Regions from separate parts of the Xenopus laevis genome. Here region 1 is linked to region 2. A link is a contact called in public Hi-C data. All regions are on one chromosome and are shown on one strand. The core of a region is the stretch at or near the end of the contact, and the rest is flanking DNA. Distances in the headings are between cores, read along the strand shown.

Region 1 (5,323 bases), core at 2,765-5,264, 69 kb after region 2:
AATTTTAAAGATGAACTGCAATGAGAGAAAAGCTGTACAAGGTTTGTAAATGGCCTTAGATATTCACTCAGCGACAGCTACAGGCCAGCAAACCCTCAACTCTTTCAGTGCAATCCTACACTAGTGATATTGCCCCAACTGGTTGGATGTGCAGGAAAGGTATTTTTGTAGGAGTGGGTTAAATGAAATGCCTGTGTTGACTCTCTGTACTTCCTGCTCCTGGGGTGGAAGTGTGGTAACACATTCTTATACATGCATGTTCAAACATATATACAAGCTGTCCACAGTGCTGAAGGGAACTGACACTGAACATTGACAAAAGGCTAGTACTACCGGGTATTTATGTCCTGGTTCCTACAAATGCCATTTATCTCAGTTCGGCTATAAATAAAACTTGGCCCCACGTAGATGTTCACAGTGGAGGACAAAAGGGGGGCATTTACTCTAGGAGGATTCCCTACAAACATGGCAAAAATAAGTGTCACAATTTTGAATTGTAACACTACCAAAGATGTGTGACTCCCAAATAGGGCCTTTATCCAGAGGTTGTGCATTACTACATCATATGACTTTGCTAGCCTATCTCTCACTATATTCTACAGCACTACAACTTCCGTCATTCATACAGTAGCTGTTTGCTATAGAATAACATAGAGAATATTTTGCTCCTTTGATAAAGTTTAGTCTGTGTTTTTACAGAGTCATCTTTCTGGGAGTTGCATTGGTTTCCATTAGCAAAACTGTAATAATACATAAAACATTGCACTAAAACTCCCAGAAATGTGTTCAAACGTTCAAAACCTGACAAATTTTGTAAAATGGACATGGTAATTAGGGGATGTGGCCATAAAATGGGCATGGCCCAAAAAAATGTCACCACATTCCAGCATCTGTCAGGTGACCCTGGTGGAGCCAATAACTGTTAGTTTATACAGGAGCAGTGGTATCTAGGGTTGCCACCTTTTCTGGAAAAAAATACCGGCCTTCCTATTTATTTATCTTTTTTTACCTATTAATAACATTGGGATCAACCGTCATTTTTACTGGCTAGGCCGGTAAAATACCAGTCAGATGGCAACCCTAGTGGTATCTCCTTGTGAAAGTTACAACTTAAAGACACAGAAAGTTTACTATTCCTTTGAGGGCCCCACTGAAAGCAAGAGACACACGTAGCAATGATATACTTGGGGAGAAGCAGCAAATAGCAGGTAAAACTTACCCTCAAAAACAGTGCTCAACTGGAATCCTTAATAGATCAGACCAGACTGACCAGGGACAACTATGGGGGTCACCAAAACTTTACTTTTGATATTAAAGGCTAAATAAACCTGCTACCCTCCATTTTTAATTGATAGAGTCCTCCCACAGTACCTGCTCTAATTGCAGATTTGCTAAGCAGGGTTGGTGGGTGCCATGTTTGGCTGCATCACATCCGTTGTTTGACTCTGTGGAAGTAATTGCCAGGCAGGAGCAAGTGCAATGGAAGCCAGGACCAGATTGCCTACCAGTGTGCATGCTCCTGCTTAGCTTGGCAGGGGCCTCTTGATTAAAATCCAAGGTTAACGTTTAGTTCTCCTTTAATCACAAATGTAGTCAAAGAACATGGGAGGAGACTGTCATTTTCAGGTTAAGTTATTCTAATTGTTTTTGTGGATTTAGACAGATTTACAGACATTCATGACTCAAGGAAAAATTAATGACTCACAGGTAGGGTTGTCACCTATTGTGGAAAAAAATACCAGCTTTCTTAAAGGGATACTGTCATGGGAAAAAATTTTTTTTCCAAAATGAATCAGTTAATAGTGCTGCTCCAGCAGAATTCTGCACTGAAATCCATTTCTCAAAAGAGCAAACAGATTTTTTTATATTAAATTTTGAAATCTGACATGGGGCTAGACATTTTGTCAATTTCCCAGCTGCCCCATGTCATGTGACTTGTGCTCTGATAAACTTCAATCACTCTTTACTGCTGTACTGCAAGTTGGAGTGATATCACCCCCTCCCTTTTCCCCCCCCAGCAGCCAAACAAAAGAACAATGGGAAGGTAACCAGATAGCAGCTCCCTAACACAAGATAACAGCTGCCTGGTAGATCTAAGAACAACACTCAATAGTAAAAACCCATGTCCCACTGGGACACATTCAGTTGCATTGAGAAGGAAAAACAGCAGCCTGCCAGAAAGCATTTCTCTCCTGAAGTGCAGGCACAAGTCACATGACATGGGGCAGCTGGGAAATGGACAAAATGTCTAGCCCCATGTCAGATTTCAAAATTGAATATAAAAAAATCTGTTTGCTCTTTTGAGAAATGGATTTCAATGCAGAATTCTGCTGGAGCAGCACTATTAACTGATTCATTTTGAAAAAAATTTTTTTTCCCATGACAGTATCCCTTTAAATATTTCACTTTTTTCCCTATTAATAACATTGAGCTCAACCATCATTTTTACAGGCCAGGCCGGTAAAATACCGACCAGGTGGCACCCCTACTCACCGGTGTATCCCCATGAAACCTGGGTCTGTCGATTTTTTGGGGGAAAATGACCACACTTCTTATACTTATATGGTTTTGCCCCATTAAAACATTGGCATCAGGCATTCATGATGCCAGCCACATGGCAACAATAGCAATACCAACAATCACAAGAGAATGACTCTGTGTAGCTTGGTCTCCAGGCTGCAAGTCATGGATAAAATAAATGTATTATAAAGTAACTTTCTGATCTCTCCAATCATTTGTTGTCTTTCACCAGTTGTCTCCAGCTCAGGCAACAAAATGCTTAAAATGCCTTTTTATTAAAGTTAATGGGAATTAATTCCAGTAAAACCATTTACCATTTGCATAATGGTGGGATATTCCCTGCCAATACCCCGAGTGCATAAATATATATATTTATTTAACATCTATTTATGATGCCATACCTCCCAACTGTCCTGTTTTTTGAGGGACAGTCCCTCTTTTGACAGCTCAACCTGCAGTCCCTCATTTGTACTTGAAAGCCCTGTTTTTCTATGCACTGCAACAGCCAGAAAAAGAAACAAAGTTTCAAACTTAATTGGCTTTTGGCAGAGAGCCCAGAACAGTCACAACAGAAGATGATACATTTGTAACGATTCAAATGTATCTAGGTAAACAATCTGGATAAGCAAATAAATACTTGTAACAATATTCCCTTGGGAAAAGTTAGACTCACAGGATAAAGGGCAAGTCACCTTTATTAGCAAACTATAATAACTGAAAAAAAACCACAGAAATATGTTCAAACTTTTATAACCTTTTTTGTCAAATGGTAATTAGGGGATGTGGCCACGAAAATGGGCAAGTCAAAAAATGCTCTCCATGCTACGTGCGCATACTTTTTTGCTCCTATTTTTATTTCCAAAATGTTGGGAGGTATGTGATGCATCTCTGGTGAGATTCATTATTTATTGATATGGTAAGCCTCACAAGGTGAAACAGCAGCTATATCTGTCACAGGAACATTGCTGAGCCAACAGGAGAGAAACAATAACAAAGAGAAGCAAAAGGGACATGAGCAAGCATTGGACCTCAAACAGGGGGCTTGAAGTGAATATACCTTTAAAAAAAATGCAGAACCAAAAAATTGAAATAGCAAACCATCTCAAAGAGTAAAAACTGCTGTTTATAAGACCACTAAAAATGCTTTAGCTCCACCTATCCTCATACTGGTAAAGTCTGTGCCTATCAGAAAGTTGCTCTCATTTCAGCTGAGTAACGAGAAGGTTTCACAGGGTATTTATGAAAGTGTGCAAGGTAGAAAAATAGCTTACAAGGACCTTAGGACTTTTCCATCCCAAAATCTAACTTTATCTGTTTGTGCTGCAGAACTTCTACCCACTAGGAATTAGTCCGGCAATTGTTACCTCAGTGAAAAGTGGGTGCGCTCTCTTTAGTCAAATTGCTTTGCGCACAACCGCACGTGGCTCTGCGCGGTTGCTCATGTGCGTCCTTGGTTGCGCGCTTTTTGCGCACGCGCGTCCCCGGTTACGCACGATTACGCACGCGCGTCCCCCGTTGCGCACGGTTACGCACGCGCGTCCTCCGTTGCGCACGCGCGTCCACAGTTGCGCACGGTTACGCACTTGGTTGCGCACTGCTGCGGCTGGGGCCGACGTGGCCGGTAGCTTTGTCTACTGCACCCGTCTGGCCTGGCCCGGCACTGTTTGCATCTGTGTCCTAATCTGCAAACTAAAAGGCATGTGAGGGAGCAGATAACATAATTCATGTCTGTGCAACTTGTACCCCTTCGGTCTGTAAATGCAACAGTACATTATTTTAAGGTAATAAAGGGGGCACATTTATTTGGAATAATTTGTCCTAAAAAATGCAACTGCACAGCCAGAGGCAAATATATGGTACATAGAATAATCGGCTCTCTCATACACTGTACGTGATGCCATCATTATGAGTCACAGATAGCTATCACAATTTTAATGCTTCTGTAAATCTCTAATTTTTGTCAGACACTGCCACCTAGTGACTAGAAGAATTAAGAGCAGCATTCATATACAGTATATATGGGATATACAAATCTTTTCATAAAGTGTAGGGCTCCCATACATCTCAGTTTTGCCAGGATAGCCCCTATTTTTAACTCCAGGTCGAGTGTTTGGTATTTGCTTTCACAGTTAGTGCCACTATTGAGCAGAGGAGATGGAACACTACATGTCAGAAAGGAATTTTCCTGGGTGAGGGATTGTGGTAGCCTCACTATATGATGTTTGATGGTTTGTGTTGGGTCAATAGATTTCCCCATTTTTGGTTGCTGTTAAATTCTGAAACACAAGACTATATAGTGAAGGGTGTGACTGGCTATTTGCTAACATTCCCTTATGCTTTTATTACTGAACCCAGATATAACAAAGTGGAGGCCCGAAGTGGCTGGTCTGATCTCATTTTGTGCCCATTTTCTTCCTTCTCTCAGTTGTTCTCCATAGAAGGGCAGACATTACTGGCACTAGCACCTACTTTATCTATGATTCTTAAAACTTTATAATCAACCTCAAAGGAACTGAGATGACAGATAATGGTTAGTAACACCAGCTCCTCAGATCTTCCCGCTGATCCAGTGCGGAGCTTTGATGCCCGCTGTATAACTGAGCTCCTGGGAGTGTGCCATTTATTCTGTGGTGTCGGTCCTTTTCCTCTGTACCTTTTGAACTATTCTGGCTCATGTGTCGGACCATGAAATGGCAGAAACACAGAAAGGGGAAAACATCTTTCAATCCTTAAAAAGTCTCAATGTTCACAGTCTTTCTAATAATATGTCTCATATCTCTACATGTAACTGTAACCCTCTACC
Region 2 (5,792 bases), core at 980-3,479:
TTTGTACACCGATCCTGTAGCCAGTTTCCTATCCATGTGCAAACGACTTCATTAAGCCCAACAGACCTTAGTTTAGAAAGCAGTCGTTTGTGGGTCACAGTATCAAACGCTTTGGCAAAATCCAAATAGATCACATCTGCTGCCCCCCCCACACCCCCGGCCCACCATTCCCTATAGACCCGTGCCCAGCCCACCCCACAGTGATGTCACAAAAAGGGCGACGCAAGTCTATAAATTTAGGTGCCGGAGGCCAGCAGTGATAGAAGTAGAAGAAGAGCTCAACCCGGACCTGCCCACTACCCCAAGACTTTGTGCAGGAGCCTGCCTGAACCTGCGGGTCCCATGGGTTTTGGGCCAGCCCGCACATCACTACTGGCTCTCAAATCTACCCCTACTGGGGTAATAAATTCAAGAGGGTTGACTCCAATTATAGGAAGTTCTCTCATTGCACCCATGGCTGATACCCACACTGGGCATTTTGCAGTTTTATGCCAGTGTCGGTTTATCTGGCAATAGTCACACACTATAGTAATTTAGAACACAGGAAATATCTGTAACAATGTACAACATCCAAATGTAGCATAACATCCGGTTTTGTTAATATGTGTACAAGGAGCTGGAGCCCAGGAACAGCATTAGGACAAAGCAACGTGGCAATTATATTCTTACTATTCTTTTCTTTTATATATGGGGGCTCCCGGCTCTTTCACCAAGGTGAAAGCCACACACCCTAACTGCACATTTGGATTAAGAACAGTTTAAAAGCAGGGAAAAGAATGGGATCAAACCAAGGGCTGAATAGGAGAATAAGAGAGGCTGGGATGACATGGCATAAAAGGAGATAAAAAAAAAACACCGCTGTTCAACAAATTCAACTAAACCCTTTTTACAATAGAACATTTTCACATGCCTCCTGTGGCACAAATAGCAATACCTTAAAGCAGTGCTGTCCAAATGGCAGTCTGTGCCCCCCCTTGTGTTGCCCTCACATAAAAGTCTGCCTGCTGTGTCTGCTTATTTTGTGTAATATCAGTAAAGAGATTAACTGGCCCGTGCATTGTCTACGCCTCAAATTCAGACTATAAACTCCTGTAGTCACACCTGTAATCCCCCTTGCATTGTTCACACCTGTAACAGCTCTAATGTTCACACCTTAAAGCCCTGTACTGTTCATACCTCAGACTGAAAGTACCCACATTATTCACCAGCTCACACTCGTACAAACTGCTGGAGGGGCACCAGCACTGTATGTAGCACATCTCAGAGTGGTCCCAATAGGTTTCTCTGTCACCTGCTCTGTTCTGCCTTCCCTATACTTCCTGTGTGTGCCATACTCTGCCTGTGTATGCTCTGCTCTGCCTTCAGTGTCGGACTGGGACACCAGGGGCCCACCCAAAAACCATAGACATGGGGCCCACCAATTAATCTTAGGTCAGGGGCCTACTCTTAGTACTATTTTTCTTCCTCTCCTCGTCTCTTTTCTTTACATACTATACTCTATTTTTCCATCTATTTAGATTTGTTGTTCTTATAAAAATAGGGAATGGTCATGAAATAGGCCAAATGTTTAGCAGCATGAGGGCCCACTGACACCTGGGCCCACCAGGACTTTTCCTGGTATCCCTGTGGGCCAGTCCGACGCTGTCTGCCTTTGGAACATAAGTCTGGTAGATGTTTGTTCTGGGGGTTTGTTAGCTGTTAGGGGCCCCTAAGGTATTTAATCATGTGCTGGGGGGGGGGGTGCTGTGTTATCCACAGGGGAGGATGAGGTCTATGGTTTTAAGGGTATGTCTTAATATAACAACTTTTTTCACATATGAGTGATATCCCTGCCCTTGGTACCACAGAAGTTGGACAGCACTGCCTTACAGGACAAATAAAATGCGGCCTCTGGGACAGCCACATGAGTTGCCTTTTGTTTCTCAGGAAGAAAAATACTGTGAAATAGTTATGGTTCTTGTCATTTCACGTTAAGGCATTCATGTCCAGTAGGCGTATTTACTTATTGCACCAGTGATGTCAGTGTAAACCCGTGAATCAGGGATATCTCTTTATCTTTATTGTATTATAATGGACTTTATTACCTGGGTGGCCAAATATTAAAATGTTGACTTCCCATGTACAATCTGTTGGAATTGGCACCATGACACTTCCTACCTCCGACACTGCTGGACATGGAGATACTGCAATTTAGTCATATAAGTATCAACTGGATCCACACCTAAACAGGATTGGCCCTTCCTCCAAAGTATAAAGCAGCTAGAACTGCAGCTGGTTAAATCTTAATAGCTGTAGGTGAGGGAAGAGTATTCTATCACCAGTCGCTGGGTCCTGTCTTGGTCTCCCACTAGAGCAAAATGTGCAGGTAAGTCTAATGTCAAAGGACTAGAATTAATCCAGGGTGGAAGCACAATCTCTAATTTCCATTGTGATAACGCAACCTACCTTTGTGGATCAAGCTCAGCCTGGGTCAATTGGTGAGATTTGGGGTAAAAGTGTATTTTCTGTGCTGGATGCTACTGAAGTTATAGCAGGGTGCCTGTACATGTAACCTTGTTATGAAATACATAGGGCTGACTACAAGGGGAGCTTAAACCCAGCTACAAAAGCCTCTGGTATAGTGTGCAGGGAGTAGTTGCTTAATAACAGCTTGAGTGCCAGAGGCTGGGCAAATCAGCTCTATATGCACACATTTCTTCCTGGCACACATTATAATAATAGTCTGCTGTCTCTTGCACAGGATGGTGAATCCTCTGTTAATGAGCTTAGTGCTCACACTGACTTTTGTGGTTTCGGTCACAAGCATCCTTCATCATGTATCCCGCGAGGAACTGTACGATCGCCTGGCTAATCGACACATGCTGACAGAGACGAAACTGCAGGAGTTCATTAATGTTCCCGATGATGGGGTTTACTTGGGTGAGTATCTACTTAGCTGAGTGGGCATGATATGCCATCTGTGGCCTTCTCCTGGGAGTTGTAGCTCAACACACATTCATGAAAGTTTTTAATTGTATTCTCTTATGTCCTCGCTCTTTCTATAAATACGTTATTGCTAAAATGTGCATAATTAATACTTATCCATATCATTTAAAATTGTCCAGTAAACCCAATTAAAATGTTTGACATGAGCCTCAAATCCCAATTGTAGTGGTTCTAATACACTTAACCTTCTAATTCCTGTGACATTAACTGTTTCCCAGAACTTTTGGCAAAGGACTGCCAGGCAGCTTTCTTAAACAAGAGGAGTCAGAGTGGCCTGTATGTGATCCACCCTAAAAATTCACTCCCAATGGCAGTATATTGTGACATGAGCTCTGATGGTGAAGGCTGGACAGTCCTGCAGAAGAACACTTTGCAGAAGAGCCTCTTTGGATCCCCTGACTGGAGCGAGTACAAACAAGGGTTTGGTAATCTGATGGCAGATCACTGGTTGGGCAATGAAATGATTTACCTCCTCACAAGGCAGAACACATTTACAGTCAGGTTCAGTGTTGTTGATGCTCATAACAATAAGCATCATGCAGATTACTCCAGTTTTAGGCTGGACAGTGAGGCTAAAAATTATACACTGAGACTGGGTGACTATTCCGGGGATGCAGGGGATGTACTGACAGCCATGAATGAGACAGGCATGCATGACAACATGATGTTTTCCACCGAAGACAAAGACAATGATCGATGGAAAAATAACTGTGCACTGGAGCATGAGGGAGGCTGGTGGTTTGACAACTGTGGTTCTTCTCTGTTCAACAGTGATGACTTTATATATTGGAGAGGTCTGTGTGATGAACACAATCACTGCGCCTCTTCTAGTATTATGATTAAACCCAGTAAGAAGAACTGCTCTCCTACTCCACTGCCAGGGCCTGGTGTCCACCTTCCAGTTCATCAAAAGAGTTAGGGGCAATCTCAGTCCATTTGAGGTCATCAGATACTCATGCCATCTTTAATTAGTGTCCTTCTCTGTCAATGTAGGGACCCATAGTTTCTTCAATAAGTGACCTTCTCAGTCTATATAGGGACCCCAGATACTCATGAATTACTTTATCTGTCTATGTAGGGATCCGGGTTACTCATGTCTTCTAACATCTCTCTTCTAGCATCTCATCTCTAGCATCACAAGCCTCTCTCTCTCTCTCTCTCTCTCTCTCACAGTGTAGGTATCCAAGATACTCAGGTCATCTTCCATTAGTGGCCTTCTCTGATAATGTAACAATTTCTTCCATTAGCAATCTTCTCTATATAGGGACCCCAGATACACATGGACATTCAGTTAGTGAACTAATCTGTCAATGTAGAGATCCAAATGTCTTCTTCGGTTAGTGACCTCAGTCTATATAGGGACCCCAAATACTAATCAGTTCTTTAGTTAGTGGCTTTCTCTGTCAGTGTAAGAATCTAGCTTTTCTTTTGTTCAGTCTGTATATAAGCATCTATGTATGACATATACTATGTCTTCTTCAGTAAGCAAACTTCTTATTGCATGCAGAGAACCACTTTCTTCAGGGTTTGGTTAGAGACCCTTCTCAGTCTATACAGAGGCAGGTTTATTCATGCTGACATTAAATTTATAATAAAGAAAGTAAAAAAATCGGGGTCACATAATTAATTTGCAACTTATATTTAGAATTCAAATATCTTATTTGTATTCTGGGTTTTTAAAAAAATGCATTAGCCGTCGATACTGTGTTCAGTAATCAATGCTTTATGCACTTATAACACTGTGTAAGTCATGTATTGATTGATATTATGCAACCCTTCACATTCAATAAATCTGCAACAATAACTTGTGTAATGTGTTTTTCTCAGAAACAAATACCTTTACTCCTTTTCTTGAGCAGCTTTCTGCTTGTACTTTTATATCCACATGGTGTCCCCAAAGGCTCAGTTTGGAATTAGCTATGAGCACCAGTGATTGCTGGCAATGCATCTCCTAACCCCTTGGGGTCAGACATTCACCTTAGTTTAGAGACAATGCAGTGAACTCCAAGAAAGATGACCCCTGCACACACAGAAACCCTCCCAACCCCTACAGTTATGGTCATGGAAAGATCGTGCATCAAAAAATGAAGTATATATGTGGCTGAAAGCTGTTTAATCTTATTTAATAACAAAATAGTTTATTACACTTCATCGTCAGATTTCCTTTTCTGCCCTATTTATTCCTCCATATCCCCCAGTGAAATTGTAACTGTCGAAGAATGCAACTAAGCATACACACACACACACACACAAAAAAAGGTATTAATGGGGTGTGACTGCCTATGGTCCTGCATATTGTGAGGGCACATAGAACAAAAGAGGTATAGTAGGTAAAGAAAGGCAAGATGGAGACAGTAGAGCAAGATGGTGGCAGAGTAGGACAATATGGAGAGCAAAATGAAGATAATAGGGGGAAATTGAGAGAGTAGAAAAATAGTGACTGTAGTGTAAGATGGTCACAGTGTAAGGAGTTTTTATGTTTTTTATATTGAAAACTTTACAATAAAAAAATGAACATTATTTACAATAACATTACAATAACACTGTATTACAGTCATACAGTACCAAAATCCTCAGCAACAAACAAAATAAGTGTGGCAAATGTGTACTCTGGAATCATGGTACGGGAATACAAAGCTTGGTCAGCTCACTTACTATTGCCCTTACTACACAGTCTATGGGAGTGTTTGGATGACCCATAGATTGCTTGCAGCGGAACTGCCAAAGAAAATACTTAAAAAACACTGACACAATAATATAAGTATGGTCAGCACTGTAGAGAGAGTTGTCCAGGACTCCATAGGCCA

What was found. A called contact is a pair of places that touch in the nucleus more often than the background predicts.
Region 1: a contact with region 2 is called in a Hi-C map of the XTC cell line, with 6 times the contacts expected there. The contact joins the enhancer-like site here to the promoter of LOC108702015 in region 2. A contact is called at or near these places in 2 of 4 Hi-C or Micro-C datasets (the XL177 cell line and the XTC cell line).

What each region holds. Positions count from the first base shown.
Region 1 is chr9_10L:57,931,752-57,937,074 of Xenopus_laevis_v10.1, forward strand. No RefSeq gene overlaps it. Among protein-coding and RNA genes, the nearest start is that of mras.L, 18 kb to the left of the region's middle. Within about 2 kb of position 4,015, at least 1 of the 7 cell types and tissues checked has an H3K27ac peak or open chromatin away from gene starts, as enhancers often do.
Region 2 is chr9_10L:57,864,482-57,870,273 of Xenopus_laevis_v10.1, forward strand. It overlaps LOC108702015 (fibrinogen-like protein 1-like protein), which reads left to right and starts at 2,230. Exons shown (of 3, transcript XM_018237018.2): 1 at 2,230-2,365; 2 at 2,741-2,919; 3 at 3,204-4,138. The coding sequence starts at 2,358. The coding sequence ends at 3,904.